Linked DNA regions of Anas platyrhynchos: region 1 is linked to region 2. The links are chromatin contacts, called in public Hi-C maps. All regions are on one chromosome and are shown on one strand. The core of a region is the stretch at or near the end of the contact, and the rest is flanking DNA. Distances in the headings are between cores, read along the strand shown.

The links. A called contact is a pair of places that touch in the nucleus more often than the background predicts.
Region 1: a contact with region 2 is called in a Hi-C map of subcutaneous adipose tissue, with 2.9 times the contacts expected there. The contact joins the promoter of NLE1 here to the promoter of GEMIN4 in region 2. A contact is called at or near these places in 3 of 8 Hi-C or Micro-C datasets (liver, skeletal muscle and subcutaneous adipose tissue).

The regions. Positions count from the first base shown.
Region 1 is chr20:3,842,286-3,844,985 of IASCAAS_PekinDuck_T2T, forward strand. NLE1 (notchless homolog 1) reads right to left here and starts at 1,448. Exons shown (of 13, transcript XM_027472682.3): 1 at 1,332-1,448; 2 at 994-1,137; 3 at 702-919; 4 at 541-620; 5 at 205-281. The coding sequence starts at 1,337. It overlaps AKAP10 (A-kinase anchoring protein 10), which reads right to left. Exons shown (of 14, transcript XM_027472678.3): 14 at 2,265-2,700.
Region 2 is chr20:3,684,735-3,687,434 of IASCAAS_PekinDuck_T2T, forward strand. It overlaps GEMIN4 (gem nuclear organelle associated protein 4), which reads right to left and starts at 1,280. Exons shown (of 3, transcript XR_005260262.2): 1 at 1,137-1,280; 2 at 1-1,050. It overlaps GLOD4 (glyoxalase domain containing 4), which reads right to left. Exons shown (of 9, transcript XM_005011869.4): 9 at 1,353-2,544. The coding sequence ends at 2,479.

The DNA.
Region 1 (2,700 bases), core at 198-2,697, 160 kb after region 2:
CCGAATGACTGGACACTTGCCTTGCCCAAGCTGCCAAAGAAAACAAGTCTTCGCCCCTAAAGCCCCTGGCACTCACTTTGCAGGCTGCGTTTTGCTTCAGACCAGAGCTGCACAGGGTCTCCTGGGCAAGGCCACTCTGCACTCCCCCAGATTCCCCCCAGCCCAGCTGCTGGGGCACCACGGGACCACGGAGCCAGCACCCACCTGGCTGTTCTTGCAGCCCGAGGCCAACTTCTTGCCGTCAGGAGACCAGGCGATGCTGAGCACCCAGTGTCGGTGGCCTGGCAGAGAAAGCGTGAGCAAGAGTGAGCGGAGAGCTGCACCGACCTGGCCCCAGCACGCAGCACTCCCAGGACAAAAGAAAATCCTGCATGTTCCTCATCCTTTCTTCACTTCAGTAGTGGAAGAGAGCAACTCCCCTCCAAGGGAAGGTGCCATGTGGCTGGCACAGCACCCAAGGGCTGCTCTGTGTCCCCCTGGGCAGGGGGAAGGATCCCTGCGGGCCTTCAGGAGCCGCCCCCTGGCACACCCCACACCCACCTTTGGCTGTGAACTGCGGCGTCTCCGTGCTGAGGTCCCAGAAGCGGACCGTGGTGTCTCCAGAGCCACTCGCCAGGTACCTGCGACAGGAGAAAGAGCCAGGCTCAGCACGGTGACCCTGCCTTGCCCCGAGCCCCCCGCCTGCACCCAGCCCCTCGTACTTTCCCGTGGGGCTGAAGGCGACGGAGATGACAGCCTCAGTGTGCCCCTCCAGGGAGCTGGTGCAGCGGGTCACTGCCCGCACCCTGAACACCGCCTGCGGCTGGTAGACGATGTCCAGCACCTTCTCTGTCTCCACCGCCTGCCCCGCCAAGGTCTTCTCCAGCGACACCACGATCTCGGCATCGCGGAAGAAGAAGGCCAAGGGCACCGGTTCGTCCTGCAAGAGAAGGGGCAGGAGCGATAGCGCGGGGCAGCCCAGGTGCCGGGACGCCCGGTGCCCCCCGGCCTCACCTCCTGCAGCAGCGCGTTGCACACCAGCTGCAGCTCTCCCGGCGTGATGCGGAGCGGGACATCGAAGGGGGACCCCAGGGGCTCCCCGGATTCATCGCGGAACTGGATCAGGAGCCGCTCCACGTCCTCGGGAGGCGCCGCGCCCTGCGGGACAGCGGGCTCAGCACCGGGACCCCGGCAGCACAGCCCGGGGGCACGGCGGGGCCCAGACGCCCCACGCCGGGCCGGTAGCGGCCCCCCTTAGCGAGCACCCCTCCGAGGGACGGGGCCCTACGGGGGACCCCCACAGCAGCCAGGGGGTCCCGGAGCGCCCCGTCCCCCCCCGGTGCCCCCCTCACCGCCATGTGCGCGCTGCTGCCCGCGTGCGCCGGAAGCGGCCGCGCCGCCGGGGCGGGACCGGGGGGAGCCGGGCGCGGCGCTGCTGCCCCCCGGCGGCCGGCGGGGGCTCGGGGAAACGCAGGTTCGAGACCCCCCTGAGCACGGACTCGGTCCCCGCCGGTCATGGCTTTCCCGGTAGTGGCCACCGAGATGCTTTTTTAATACCTTTCTCACACGTAACGCTGTAAAAGCGTAAGGAGGCTCCTAGATTGTTACATTGTCGTGTACAAAAATAAAGTAATTCTGCAGCCTGTGCCTTGCCCGTGTTAGTAGGAGGGCTGGGCTGCAGAGTGGAGTGTTTTATCCGCCATAAAAAAACACTGGCTCCATGGGCTCCGCACCAAGGACAGAGACTCAACCCTGCTATGCAAAACACAGCAAGAAATACAGCATCTCCTGTCCCACCCAGCACAAACCAGTGACAAGCATGGCAAGCATCAGGTGTCCGTAGCCTCCAGCACTCTATCAAAATTCAATACTGCCTACACACAGAAGAGGGAAACCAAACCAACCACAGAATACTGTCTTACCAGTTCGCCACCATTCAAACAAAACAGCTTAGAGAAATTACCCAAAGCAAGAGCTCAGCCAGTCAGTGACAGCTCCCAAGGCCATGTCTGTGCACCCTGGAGGAGCAGGCTGGTCCCATGAGTGAGATGGGACCTTGCCAGCCATTTCTCCCTGCTTTTTGTTCCAAAAGTATTTCTGATCAAGCCCTAGAATTTATTGAAATGATTCTTAGTATACTACGTCATCCCATTACAAGATTAATTAGCGTTTGCAAATGTACCAAGGACAAACATTTCAGGTGTTTTTTGTTTTTTTTATGAACCCATAAGACCCACCTTTAAAAAACATGTAAACTCAAATCCCATCAAAACAGAAAATTGACACAAGTTTTAATATTTATATATTTTAAATCAAAACACAATTAAATATAGTATGCTTTAAGTACACGAATACTTGGGCATGAGAGAAATAAGAGGTGGTACATAGTACCAAAAACCTATACACAGCCTTTTTTGCTTTTTTTTTCTTATAGATAATACAGTGTCTCTATACAATCAAATATTGCAACAGTATAACACTTGCTAGTCAATCAAGATACTCTGAACATTGGAGATGATTTCTTTGCAAAGTGATTTTTTGCACAAGTTCAAGGAAAAAAAGCAATCATAAGAGTTAAATAAAAACCAAAATGGAAGTTTTGTATACTAAAAATGCAGCGATAACATAACAGTGACACAGAGTGTTTTTGATACTCTGCAAAATCAAGTTGCTGGGAAAAATAGAGGTGCCGTGTCACATCGTGGCTTTTTTTTTTTTTTT
Region 2 (2,700 bases), core at 30-2,529:
GCCGGTAGCTCTCATAGCAGGGATCCTCCAAGCTGCTCAGGATGCCCTGCAGCTCCTCTCCCCAGGCATGCAGCAAGCTGCAGAGAAAGTCCAAACCCACAAAGAGTTCCTCACGTGAGAGCTTGGCCAGGGACGAGAAGCTCACGCTTCTCTCAGCCTCCTTCACCTGTTCATCCAGCGCCCTGTGGTGGTACTGGCTTTCAGCGTCGCTGCTCCAGAGGCTGACCACCGAGCTGACCTTCTCCAGGTACTCCGTGACAGGGAGGGGGCTGCCCTCTGCTGCCAGCTCGCTGAACGCCGACAGCAGCTCCACCAGGTTGGCCAAAGCACAGCACTTCATGCGGGGCTGGGCAATGCTCCTGTAGGTTTCCTTTAGCCCTTCTACCAGCACCATTAGCAGGCTGGTGGCAGCAGGAGAGCCACTCAGAGAGCCAGGGTCACCCTTGAACCTCTTCGGGGGCTGAAGACCATCATCCGGAGAGGACTCACCCCCATGCTGATGCACGAGGGCGCTGAACGTAGAGACTGTTCTGTCTTCCTGCCCCTCCTCGTGTCTCATCATCTCCCACCAGACGTCCAGCAAGAACCTGATGTCCGACGGGGACGTCTCGCTTGCGACGTACTGCACCAAGCGCTGCAGCTCGTTGCGGCGCACGGCGTGGGGCAGCGCCAGCAGCAGCTGCACAAAATGCCGGGGCTCACCGAGGGCTTTGACCAGCTCGAACAGGACGGTGTGGTTCACGTCGGGGATCATCCTGCCCACCGAGAAAAACGCATCTTCCCTCCACTCCTGGTCCAGCAAGGCGGCGGGGGGGGCAGGCAGCAGCACCTTGGCCCAGACGACGGCCACGGCCTCCTTCTTCCAGAGGCTGCCCTGCGGTGGGGAAGGGCAGCGGGCACCGATCTCCTTCAGGGCGTCGGTGATGGGGGGCCCCACCAGCGCCCACTCGCCTTTGCGCAGCTCGCTCAGCGCCCGCGGCTGGACGAGCCTGGAGGCCAGCAGGAAGGCACCGTGCAGGATGGCCATCTCCTCGCACACGCCCCAGGGTCCTGCGGAGACACGCGGCGCAAGGTTAACCGAGCCCCCCCGGTACCCCCAACCCCCCCAGGGATCCCCCCGTGTCCCCCTCTCCCACCTGGCTCCATGGCGGCGGCGCTGCGGGCAGCCAAAGCAGGCGCCCCCCCCCCCGGCGGCTGCCGGCCCGCAGCGGCTCCTGGCGGCGGGGAGGAGGCGCTGCTCGCCCCCCCCCCCCCAAAGGGATTTTGGGTTGCTTTAAGGCGTCGAGGCCGAATTTAGGGGAAAGCTGCCCTAAAAGGGCGCGGCGGGGGGCTGGAAGGACAGGAGGCGCAGCCTCGTCACGAATCACTTTTTATTCATGTAAAGGCCGATTGCACAGTTCAGGCTCAGCCTGATCAGGCTGTGGTTCAGCCAACTGCATCAAAAACATACCAAAATCACATCGAGGGCATTCCTCCCCCCTTTAAACTCATTTGCTACAGGCACTGTGTCTCAGTGATTGCTAATGCTGTTGATTTTGTCTGCTTTTTCCATGAAACTGAAGGCTTTCTCCAAGAAAAGTTAAAAGCCAGGCAGCACCCCCGACACGCACCGTGTGGGTAATCCCCCCCTGCACCCCCCATTCTTGTTCCACTAGGAAAAGCCGATTTCATTCTGATGAAATAACCCTTGGACTGTTATTTCCGAGGATAATTCCACATCAAAGCTAATTACAAAACTATTATATACTTATTTTGAGCCGCCTGCTGGCGCCCCGGCAGAACACACTTGATGGTTACACGCCTGGAACCCGAGATGCTCCTCATGCTGACATACACAGGAGCCCAGAGCAACCTCGTGCAGCACAGCGAGATCCACCACAGGCTTCTCAAGCGAACACCTCACCTTGAAAGCTGGGGAACAGCTTGGCATGGAGCTGCTGTTTGTTTCAGACCAGCAGAGCCGCATGCTTCAACAAGACAATGACTGTGCTCTCAGGGAGGCGTTCTCTCTGATGGCCAAAGTGCTCGAGTGGTCCACGAGCAGCCCCTCCCCTCACCTGGCACCTCACCACCAAAGCAGGGTCTTTGCAATGGCTGCCTGAAAGCCCCTGCCCTAAACCACAAATCGGGACAGCTAAAGCTCATTAATTACAGAAGTGGATATTCTAATTAACCTAGCAAGCTGTTTTTCAAGTATAATCACACTAGAAATACGTAAGGTTCTGATGGCTCCTGTTTGGAAGCCACATGCCCAACCTATTCCTTAATTTTCACCCATGTATGAAGGAGCACATGACATTTGCTTGAAAGGAGAGAGCAACAACAAGAGATACAAGCCTAAAACAAACAAAAAAAATGATGGGACATCACTGCATCCTCCCACTGGAAGGGGCAATGCAACACGTCACAGATGATCGGCATTTTGCTCAGACAAAAACCAAGGCACGAATGACCAGCCAGTCCTGCCTCTTTCTCCAGCTAAGCAGACGCCTTCTTCTTCTTTTGCGCAGCAAACCACGAGTCACTCTTGTCTGCTTCCATGGCCTGCACAAAGAAAAGCACAAACATGTTCAGAACTGCAGCTGAGTCAGCCAAACGCCTGGCTGCCCACACTCAGACCTACAAAACCGGATTGATTGTGAGAAACTCTAATCCAGGGGAAAGCCATTCTGATGGGGAAGCTATTTTGTGCATATAGTA